Regions from separate parts of the Ovis aries genome. Here region 1 is linked to region 2. The links are chromatin contacts, called in public Hi-C maps. All regions are on one chromosome and are shown on one strand. The core of a region is the stretch at or near the end of the contact, and the rest is flanking DNA. Distances in the headings are between cores, read along the strand shown.

Region 1 (5,954 bases), core at 1,008-3,507, 64 kb before region 2:
CATGTTCAACACAGCAGCAGGTCTTAGGCTGTTACTACTGGCACATTGTATAAGACTTGATCATATTTACCTTGACTTCACTGAAGATGAATAAGACATGAAACATTTCCCGCAAGCAAAGATTAAGTTAGTCTTAACAAGGAACTGCAGATTTGAATTAAAGTCCCTATAATGAAAGGTCTACAACCTGCTGAGGTAAACAGTATCCAAAGTGCAAATCCGTCCTGTGTGTCATCACCGTACTGATCGTCCAGGAAGACATTCTTTGCGGGGTAATTGACAACACAGCCTTAAGAAGCATGCCTTCCACAGCCATTTGCTATTGGATTTTTTTTTCTCTGTTCCTCCTAAAGACACTCTGAAGCCACAAAGTGATGAAAGCAGCAACTCCTTCTTAGCCGAAATGGAAGTGATTCACCACAGAATAAATATTATTGGGTTCCTGCTTTGTACCAAGTGCTGTGTGCATGTGCTGTCAATGTGACTTGAAAGGACACAGTTCCTGCTCAGTAGATCCATACCCACAGATATAATGCAGGGACATCCTTGAGAAAAGGCATCTCCCTTACTGGTTGAAAAGATATCAGCTACAAGGTTCATATTGTCACTTTATTCTCTTTTTTAAATCTAGTGGCTGTTTTTGCACTTTGGGAGATGCTGGAAATGAATGCTATAGTGCCTTAGGCTGGAGTTGGATCAGAGCAGTTTTTATTGATAAAGAACCCTTTTTTGCTCCAAGATAGTCACGAGTGTCCAGTGCAACAATTGAGCCAGAGAAGTCTCTGGAATTGTCAGGTTGGGGAGAGGGGCCCATGTAATCTTCAGGAATCTAGAGCCAACCACCAGCCCAGTTATTTCAGGGCTTCCTGCCTCTGCTATTATGTAATGAAGTGCCGTTCTTCAAATTTTCACTTCCCCTGCCCCTTTGCACTCTTCAAATTACTGCTGAAGCAGCTGGACCCAGTGCTGCTGCAGCCTTGAAAGCCCGCCCGAGCAGCTGCTGTTGGAGTGGGCACAGTGACAGGAGTAAGATTCCGATTTGATCATCTACCTCCCATCATGCTCAAGGAGTGTGAGCACTGGTTTCCCCCCATAAACAGAGGGAAAGTGTTTTTGGTACAGTACAAAGGATAGAGGATAGTCTATCTCGTAAAGTATTTAAAAATATAGCCATCCTTCAGAAGAGCTTATTTACAAAACAGAAACAGACTCACAGACTTGGAGAAAGAATTTTATGGTTACCAGGGGGAAAGAATGACGGAAAGGGATAGTTAAGGAGTTTGGGATTGACCTGTACATACTGCTGTATTTAACATGGGTAACCAACAAGGACCTATTGTATAGCACAGGGACCTCTCCTCAGTGTTATGTGACAGCCTGGATGGGAGGGGACTTTGGGGAAGAATGGATACATGTATATATATGGCTGAGTCCCTTTGCTGTCCACCTGAAACTATCACAACTTTGCTAATCAGCTATGAAAAGTGAAAGTGAAAGTCGCTCAGTCGTGGACTCCAGGCCAGAATACTGGAGTGGGTAGCCTTTCCCTTCTCCAAGGGATCTTCCCAACCCGGGGATGGAACCCAGGTCTTCTGCATTGCAGGCAGATTCTTTACCAATTGAGCTACAAGGGAAGCCCATACTATATTGAGCTATACTCCAATATAAAATTAAAAGGTTAAAAAAAGTTATCCTCTATAAGTAGAGCAATGAACTAGCATATGGGACCCCATACTTCTTTCAAATTCTACCACTGTTTTGCTGGGCATCCTCCTTTTCATTTTAACCTTCTCTAAACAGAAGATAATACCAGTACTTCCCCATCACCAAAGGAGGTAGAAGGGGTTAAATAAAACTTTGTCCTCAAATTGCTTGCCATTCTCTTCTTCAGGGGACCTTCCCAACCCACAGATTGAACCCAGGTCTTCTGAATTGCAGGCAGATGCTCTACTGTTTGAGCCACCAGGGAAGCCCCTTTAAAAAATGGCTTCATGACATTATTGGCGGAGAAATGCTTTGTTAGGCAGTATAGAAGTGAATCATAGGGACTGGAATGCCAGAAGTCCCTAAAGAAGTAAATAGAACAAGGAAAAACCCAAGCAAACATATGCCAATGATCGGTTATCACGGCTCACGCCACGTGGTTACCATCATCAGTGGCTCTGATTCAGAAATTTTCTAATGACACTGGCAGTGACGATGACCTCAATTCTGCCCTCGCTCATGGAAACTAACGCAAGCACACTGTTGCTGATAAGTCCCTCTGGAATCTGAGCCACAGGCTACGCTAGAGCCCTGCATCTGAACAGCCCTGATCCCATTTATGGAGACAAAACCACACTTTCCGAGGGCTGAGAAAGCCTCACCGAAGTTTGAGTCTCTGTGTTAGACATTGCTTTCCCACCACAGAGCTAACATTTTTGGAGATTTATCTGATAAACAGCATACACTGATGACTAATTCACTTTCTCATTTTTATTTATCAAAGGCATATATATCATCTGCAAATCAGAGCATCCAATTAGAGGGAGGTAATCAGTCACCACGCAAAAACAGCTAACTTGTGACTAACCTGTCCATGAAAATTAAATGTCAAAAATAGTTTTTAAAGTCTTATTAGGCTTTGGGGAATAATAAAGATAGTTCTGGACCTATTATAATCATGGTGGACTCCTATCTAGATATTAGAGATAGGCTTTAAGGTGCTTGGGAGAGATAGAAAAGTAAACCTTCTTATTATTGTGCTAAATGTTGTATCAGAGATATGTACCAGGTGATATAGATGCAGAGAAGTCAGCAGCCCCAAAGGATCGGAAAGTGTGGAGGGAGGTAAGAACACCTCTCTGCTGTCTGGTTGGGCAGATGGTAGTGAGGAGAAGAGTGGGAGGAGACTTCAGTTTGGGACAGAATAAATTATTCTGTGATTTCGTTACCTTTGAAGAATCAGCACTACCTGAAAAAGGTAGTGTTATGACAAATCGGCACGACAGAGTGTTCAGATTTCTCAGCATTTAAAGCTTTGTTTCCAGGCTAGGTGACTTAGCAGTGAACTAAGACAAATAGAGGTAGCTCTGTTAGGTACATCACACACACACACACACACACACACACACACACACACACACACACACACACACTTAAAACTCTTCATTAAAGTCTGGTAGTCACCAAATCAGAACACATTGCTTTCCTGCTGCTAGTCTTTGAAAAGAGCAAAACTTAAATTCTAAAAGCAGGTTACAGGAAACATCTGAAAAATCGAGATGCATCTTGTTTCATATAAGAATGTTTGCCCACCTGATATGGTCATGGATAAACATGTCTCACTCAGACTCTGCTTAATTTTGGAAAACCATCTTGGATGAGCTAATATGGTAGAACTTGCCTTAAAACTGATGTTTCTGTGGAAGTTGTGAATTTAGCTCCTCCTTTAGGAGCAGTACTTATTGGAAAAGACACTTTTTTTTTGGACACTTTTCTCTAATCCATGATTTCTCAACCCCAGGATTAACTGGCATTTTGGGTTGGATAATTCTTTGTTGCAGAAGGCTGTCATCTTGTGTATTACAGGATGTTTAGCAGTATCTCTGGATGCCAACTCCTGTTGTGAAAATCAAAAAGTGTCTCCAGACATTGTCAAATGTCCTTTGAGGAGCAAAATTAACTCTGATCGAAAACTATTGCTCTAAAACATACTTCTGAGAGGATAAGATCTCTCTGGGTTTAAGTTTGGTATTCATATAAAGAACAAATTATAAATCCAGGCATAAACTTCATTCATGTAGTCTTCATGATACCAAAACAAATTCAGTGTGACTCAGTTTTTCACCTTTGAATTTATTGTCCTGGGCAACATATAAACAAAGTATGTTATATAAGAGAAAGAACAACAGACAGAAATGAGAGAACTTGTTTCTAGTCCTGATTCTACCAAGTTCTGTAACATTGGATACATTGTTTAATCTCTCTGCCTACCATTGTTTTGTTTTGTTTTTTTTTTCATTTGTAAAGAAAGTTCCTGAGTAAAATTTCCAGTTCTAAAGACAAAGATTATGAGACTCAGAATTTGATGCCGCTACAATAGTTGAGTTGACACTATGGATTAGAAAAAGAAAGCTCTTTGTCTTTGAGTGACAAAGTCTATATTAAGCCTTCTGAGAGCATGTAACTGCATCTCCCTGAGCACCAAAGACATCCAGAGAACACTGTGGAGTGCTTAGAAAGCTTTTCACCTGACCCGTAGGTGTGGCTACCGTGTTTAAAGCAGTAGGATGGCCATAGAGATCAGCATGGCGAATGGGGATGGGGGTGACCTTTCCCTTATTACACAAACTGTTATTAGACATCTGCGACTTCAGGAGGCATGGTAACAGCTACCACAAAAACCCAAACCCTGTAGTGTATTTATAAGAGAACAAAATCCTGAGATAAAATCAGTGAATCTTGGATCCTGCAACTTTGTTTGGGTATTATGGTGTGTTTAAAGCCATGGCAGAAAGAAGTAACATTTTGATTACCTTTGTAAACACAGGAGCTGCAATGATAGGTTTTCCATCCAATCCTTGCAGATAGTTTGTAGGGCTCTGACACTGTTAGAAGGGAACCAAGAATAGATTCATCATTACTAGAATTATCAGGTAGGTAGGTAGATAGATGATAGATATGTATAACAAGCTAAAGAATTTGGTATATGAAATTAATCTAAAACCAAAGACATTTTCTATGTCATGATTCACAGACATCAAATTTTATGCTGAACTGATTGTATTACTATTTCTTCCTACATCACGGTGGCTGTAAATACATGCCACCCGTCACCAGCCCCTTACAAACAGAGCTAAGTAATGAACCTTAACGCCTTGTAGAGGTTCCATAGCCTCTTGAGGCTTCACAGATCACAGTTTGAAAACTACTGGATTAGAACTAAAATATGACCCCTCTGCATTACTAAATGGGTCAGATAAGTATGCTGAAGAAAATTTTAAAAAATTTTTTAACGTTTTAGGTCTTTATATACATCAATGTTTACATTTAAATATACAACCAACACATTACAAGTATGTTTATATTAATATGACTTCATATTTTAATGTATATGCATTGCTGTTCAATCACTAAGTTGTGTCTGGCTCTTTGTGACTCCATGGACTGCAACACACCAGGCTTCCCTGTCCTTCGCTATCTCCTGGAGTTTGGAAGGATATGCATATAGATATGCAAAGAAAATGCCTGAAACTATCTGATAGAAAGTATTAATAGGAGGTACCTCTGAAGAGTGGGGGCAGAGAAGTAGAACATTGATTAAGTTTTTGCTTGGTATACTTTTTGTAATTTTTAAATGTTTTTACAATAAGTGTGTACTATCATCATCAGCATAATCAGCCTGAAGAATGAGAGACTTTAAGATTTTCTGAAAGTTATTTTAATGGTTACTGTATCTTAGAAAGTAGAATTTTTTATTTTTTAATAGCTCCATGCACTGAGGTTCATGAGAGTCCTGGGCCAGTGGGAGAGCTGGCAGCTCATTGTATATGTAATCCATGCCCTTCATAAAGCTGGGATATCAGAGACTAATTTGTTGAGTTTCTTTTCCTATGAAACTTGCCTATGAAGTTACAGAATCTGTTCCCAAAGCCAGGGCAACTACTGACACCATCTGCCGGCAGTACAAAGTGATTATCATGACTATAGCAGCGTGTTGCCCAAGGGCACGATGAAGTTGCACCAGAGGAGAATACGATCATGCCGCACAAGAGGGTCATGATCATAGTGCCTGCTTGTCACAGTTCATGGCACTTGCGCTTCACTTAGACTCTTGTACCTGCTGGATGGTTGACACCCTGGGCTGGGCCACCGCATGCTGGGTTTGGGGTACTGCTGAAGGAATGGCTGCAGAAGTAGTGGGAGGCGATGGCACCTCATTTGGCTTCTGGATTCTGAGGAATGATTAAAAT
Region 2 (6,059 bases), core at 391-2,890:
GTGCCCTCATCTCCTGGAGCTCCTGGAAATTAGTTTTCACTCATTAGGAATACTCACTGAAATGTTTAAAAGGTAAAAAAACACTCTTATCACATTAACACTCATATTTAGTGTCTATTTGTTGCACCATCTGTTACATACCTTGAAGACTCAAATCCCACAACTTCCCCTTTAATGATACATTCCGAGACATAAAGTCCTGAAGGTTAAAAGACAACAAAAGCCCTACAAGGGCAATGAAGCTGTCAGAATAAGAATTAAGTATGTTTCATGAGCATCATCACCACTCCCAACATTGAAATTATGCTTTAAGTACCTTATAATTTTTACTCTTATTTCGCAGAAATAAGGTTGTGGGTTGAATTGGGTTGCCCAGAGACAGTTGAAGTTCTCACTTCCAGTACCTGAGGATGTGACCTTATTTGGAAATAGGGTCATTGCAGATGCAATGCACTTAAAAAAGAGGTCACAATCGATTAAGGTGGGAGTTAATCCAATGACTGATTTCCTTATAAGAGGGAAGGACACAGAGGCACAGAGAAGAAAATCATGTGGAGATGGAGGCAGGAATTAGTATTATCTCTACAAGCCAAAAAATGCCAAGAACTGTCAGCAACCATCTCTAGGAGATAAGTGTGGAGAGAATTCCCTGAGATCCCAGGAGACAGCCAGCCCTGCTGCCACTTTGATTTCAGACTTATGGCTTCCACAACTGTGAGACAATACATTTGTTTTTTTAAGCAAGCAGAAATCCAGTTTGTGGTATTGTGTTATGGCAGCCCTAAGGAACTAATAATAGACGTACGTGTCTAGCACAGACACTTTCCAATCTGTGATACATTTTTCAATGCGATAAAGAAATAATGGCTTACTGCGAAATTTTTTCTAGGTTCTCAACATTCTGAAGTCAAGGTACTACAGAAGCGTGACATAAAGTTTCAATAGAGCCTTGTTTTAAGTTTCCCCCCTTGAGTGGTCTAGGAAATGCAGTTTGCTTATGTGAGGCTGTAACTCCAGCCACACACATTGCTTAATTTTCTCTGAATGAAAGAGGCATAATATGTTTATCTCCAAGAAAGAGTGCAGAAAGTGATGGCAGCCAACATTTTATCGGGAGCATGAACTTGTGTTGATATTTTATGCCAATAGGCTCCATCATTGCTGTGAATACATCTGGTATGCTCAGATTAGCTCCATGTGAGGCTAAGGGATAAAATAAAAGACTTTATCAGCCTTTAATTACAAGTTTGCGATGTTTTTTCTGCGACTTCAAATTCTCCTTGGATAAAGGTGGAATTAAATAGACTGGAACCAATAGGGAAAAAGACAATCTAGCCAAAAATCGAAGAAATTTCTTCACTAAAAGGACCTTGTGCACGCTGAAACGCTGTTACAAGACACATCAAACGCCTCCGCTCGTCTGGCAAACCCCAACTATCTGCATTTGGCATTTTCCTCTAAAGGCAACGCAAAACAGCACACGACGCAGGCGCCTGGGTCGGTGTGCCCTGGGAGGATTCCGGCGCAGGCGCGCGGGCCGGGAAGTGGGCGGGCTCGCGCGCGTGCTCCGCGATTCACTTCCGGCCAGCCCCTCCCCCTCCCCCGCGTTACCACCTCCCCCCTCTCCCTTCTCCTCCCCAGTCTCTCCCCCAGGTCTCCCCACCCCTAGTGCTCTCCGCTTCTCTCTCCTCCCGTCCTTCCCCTCCCGCTCCATCCGGGTAGCTGACGGCTGGCTCTGGACTGGACAGCAGTGGCGGCTGCTTTTCTCTGAGGAGCCTGGTAAAGTTTCACAGGAGCCGAAGAGAGGAGCAGAGGAGCACCTTCACCGACGCCGGAGGAGCGCTGGTGTTCGCTGCCACTGGCTGAAGGAGGAGGGTCCAGGAGCTGGAGACCAGCCTCAGCTGCCTCGCTCTCGGGGGAGGCGCCGCCCCCCAGCCGCCCTGGGCTTCCCCTGCCTTGAGGGGTCCGGTGAGTCGTTGCCCCGGCGGGTTCGGGGGCGTGTGACGGCGTTAGGGAGGGGGCAGGCCGGGCTGGGCGGATACAGGCCAGCCTGGCGCTGGGTGCTTTCTCAGCGTTTCCTCGGGGTGGGGGGTGGGGTGGGGGACGAGGGCAGTGCCGGGCCCCTTGGCCCGGGGGCTGGAATGTCGCACCTCCCTGGGGAAGGGCTTCCTTGGGACTAGGGCCGCCGAGGTGCGGAGCCTCGTCCACTGGCCTCTGCTGCTGCTGCGAGCGAGCGGCTGCCGTAGTTGACTGGTCTGCCCGTGAGGTTGGGTGTGTGCATATGATTTCTCTCCCGCGGCTCCCCGGAGCTGTTCTGAGTGCACGTTCAGGGAATGCTGGGAATAAAGTGCTTCTCTTTCCCCTACCTGTTGCTGGCGAGAGGACGTCTTTCTCATTACCCCTCTGACTTTTTAAAGAAAAGGATGGATAAACCTCGTGCACTGAAATTAGGGTGTTTTCCTGTCCTCTCCTTGAAAAAACAGCAAAAACCGATCAGACAATGCATAACTCGCGGGAACTATCGGGTTCAGATGCCCCAAAAGAATGAAATGAAACTTTTCTTAATGGGTGGGTCATGGATGGAATGAGACAGCTTCAGCACTTGTGCTAGCCTGAACGTAGGAAAGTTGGGTTTGGAAACGTCTCAGGTTCTGTATAAGGAACGTGGGTGACTACAACGGGAATAAGACGGGCTTCCTGTAATTGTGTTATTTAGTACGCGATGTGTCTAAAAATCTGTATAGGTTTAGATGAAGTGAGCTCTTTGTTACCGTGTCTATGTAAGCGAAGAAATATTCAGTGTACTGGAAAGTTCTACAGATTTCGCCATCAGACTATCAGTGTCCCAGTCCCCATTTCTGTTCTTGAAAAATCGACAGTGCCAATGGTATTTGCAGTTTTTTTCCCCCCATCTTCAAATAATTGTGTCAGGGGTATAGATAGACATAGATTGCCTTGGGGAAATATTTTTCAGTCATGGTTACCACTCGTAATAGAAAATGCTGAGTTTTGGCGGAGAGTCTTGATCTTTAAGCTGCATACTTTTGTATTGTAATTAGGTACCCTGGTTTAGTTTTTAAATATAATTGTGAGGTCAGAGTGTTAATATTTTGATTTGTAAGGTATGATCTTTGGAGGTGTTTTTCTTAAGATAAGTGTTTAACTAGAGAACTATAATTTTCCTTGGGACCTCTAACTGAATAGTTGGAAGAGTCTTTTTAAATTGTGGGAAACTCAAAGTTTCCATTATTGTTTTTTTCCTAGTACAGATAAGAACTTCAGTTTTCTGTTAATGTGGAGGTAGGTATTATGAGAAAGTCTAATTATTCACTTATTCTGTGACTCGAGGGAGATTGCAAGTGTTTATGTTTCTGTAGTGTTATGTTTTTCACTGAGTATATATCTGATTTTGGGGGCAGTGGACGGATGTCTTATATCTTACTCCCACTGAAATTATCCAAAGCAAAAAGCAAAAAAAGATTAACTTCGTCAAGATACTTAATATTTCAGTTAGTCTATCAGAAGATAACAAAAAGTCAAAGCTAATTAATAATGAAGTCTTGTAGTCACGGGAAGTGATATATTTTTCCTGAACGTTTCTATGTAATAATTTTAAGAATATACCACTGATTGGTTTTGGAAACTGAATGATACTTACGTAGCACCTTATAGATTTCGTGTTTAATACAAAGTGAGTATTGTAGCCTAGCACTTGAAAGAGCAATTATACATTGTTTTCTTTGAAGTCATACTAACTCTTTTCTGTCTTCTCAGACATAGGGACACCACCAACTTGCCAGTGTTTCAGAAGGGAGTTTATTATTGAAGCTGGAAGACCAGAAGAATCACAAACATGTTGTGCTGGGGAAATGCTTCTTTTGGACAGCTAGGTTTGGGTGGAATTGATGAAGAAATTGTACTAGAGCCCAGAAAAAGTGACTTTTTTGTAAATAAAAAGGTTCGAGATGTAGGATGTGGACTCAGACATACTGTATTTGTTCTGGATGATGGAACAGTGTACACGTGTGGATGTAATGATCTAGGGCAGCTAGGTCATGAAAAATCCAGAAAGAAACCAGGTAAGTTGAAAATTTTTTTGTCTGCTCTTCTAATAGTTAATATTAAGTTGGAAATGTCAAACAATTTTGCTAAACTCAAGGTTTTTTTGACGAAGCTTTAAAAGCAAACTAGGCATTAAATATATCCTTTACAGTTTGCATGCTTCTAAGAACTTATTTTGTTTCTTTTTTTAACTGCTGCTATTATAATGTATGGAGCTGTGGTTTCAGAAATTAATTTTGGTGATATAAAACAATAGAAAACTACCTTGCAGTATATAGATCTTCTTTGATACTGAGTATATTGATAAAGAATATACAGTATGTAGGTCCTTTTTTATAAGTACTGTTCAGCCACACTGAGCAGGTTTTAAATGTATAATTTACTGTGTGCTTTCCGTATATCAGAAAGGGGGGAAATTTAAGATGAAACCTTTTTACTTGACTAAAACATAATCCTAGTTATTCTGTTGTTCTCTCTGTTGTATTTTAAATACATGGTTTTATTTAGTTTGACATGTTTTTTATTTCCCTAGTCTCCTGCTTTCAAGTAGTAACACTAGCTATTGAAAGTTTTGTGTCTGTGAGATGTCCTGATAATGTAGTAGCCATACAAACCAAATTTAAAATAATTTGTAGGATAATGAGAATTTTGAGGAATTTGGTCACATTTCATGTTCTTTTTTCTTTGTTATACGTATTTTAAAGTCAAATATTACCACACTTAGAAATTTGTGAATTTTTTTTTCAATTGTGTTAACTAAAAGTTAATTCTTAAGATGGTAAATTCAGATAAGATTACAGCTGTACTGATTGACAATTTATTTTAACTTTAACAATAATGGCATCTAAGTGTTTTCTATGGCAGTTATTTTTCTTTACCACATCATTATTTAAGTGGTTTTTTTCTTGTTAGTCTTTTAAGAGGTTAATGAAGGTATAAGATATTAAAGGTGTTAAAGCATGTTACTCATTTTTCATAATCATTTCACCACCATGCCCAACCTCATTCTTCTGACTTGTAAATTACTGTGTAGTTTTCATCTTTTTTTTGTTGATAGTTTTAATCTCTTTTCTTCTGCTTTAATTTGTAATTTAATTTTTTTTGGATGAATGGTAGTGATGCTTAATACAAGAGGTTTAATTATTGCAAAACAAGGTAAATGGTAGTTTTCTTCTACTCTGCCTTGTGAAGAATATTCTATGGAATCATCAGATTTTCATAATCTTAGACATTGAGATTGTCATGTTGTTAAACATGAGTGGTAATTTGTTGATACCTATTTGTAATCACTGCTTCAGAGGCAGATGAGTCCTTTACCTTTTTTATTTAGCTTGGAATACTGCCTCAGGTTGAGATTTTCGTGGTAATGGGGCTGTTACTATTCTTACACTTAACATGCCCCACAAATGTATCTGAACATATCTCTGTTTTGCTTTAGTAATTTCTGAGAGGCTACAGGGCAAGTAGAAAGTACAAAGCTAGCACATAGAAATTACCAATATTGTTACTAAAATTTACTAAGATTTAAATTCTTTAAATGTTATTTAACATCTCTTCTGTGTCCAAGACAAGGGTGGTAGACACCATGTGCTAAAGTATAATGACTTGGTACCTGAACAGCTTTTAACCCTATAGGTGAGGTTCTGAGAAACTTCACTCGCCAGAAGAGGCTTCTTTGTGGTCATGTTGACATTGTGATGATTGCATTGTGACCTTTATATCACTGTTGCTTCATCCTGGAACCATTATTTGGCAATATAAAGTTGGGAGGGTGGGTTTACCTAAGTTTTGATACCTCTTTAGGATTCCCTTCTTATTCAGAGTACGGCACAGTCTATGGGATAGAAAAATGAAAGGCATACATAAACTTTATCTTCGAAAAATTCAGAGCCTTGGTTGGGCATTAAGGTATACGTAAATGAAATAACTAGAGAGAATTGAAATTCTACGTGACGTGGCATGTATTTTGAGACTAGGAAGTTTAAATGATGAGAAAT

Evidence for each region. Hi-C and Micro-C count contacts between places; a contact is called where the count stands out from the background.
Region 1: a contact with region 2 is called in a Hi-C map of omental adipose tissue, with 2.0 times the contacts expected there. The contact joins the enhancer-like site here to the promoter of HERC4 in region 2. A contact is called at or near these places in 3 of 16 Hi-C or Micro-C datasets (muscle, omental adipose tissue and skin fibroblasts).

Annotation. Positions count from the first base shown.
Region 1 is chr25:23,855,259-23,861,212 of ARS-UI_Ramb_v3.0, reverse strand. It overlaps MYPN (myopalladin), which reads right to left. Exons shown (of 19, transcript XM_060406836.1): 4 at 5,822-5,936; 5 at 4,518-4,589. Among named protein-coding and RNA genes, the nearest start is that of MYPN, 40 kb to the right of the region's middle. Within about 2 kb of position 2,257, at least 5 of the 54 cell types and tissues checked have an H3K27ac peak or open chromatin away from gene starts, as enhancers often do.
Region 2 is chr25:23,790,609-23,796,667 of ARS-UI_Ramb_v3.0, reverse strand. HERC4 (HECT and RLD domain containing E3 ubiquitin protein ligase 4) reads left to right here and starts at 1,640. Exons shown (of 21, transcript XM_060406834.1): 1 at 1,640-1,968; 2 at 3,775-4,079. The coding sequence starts at 3,854.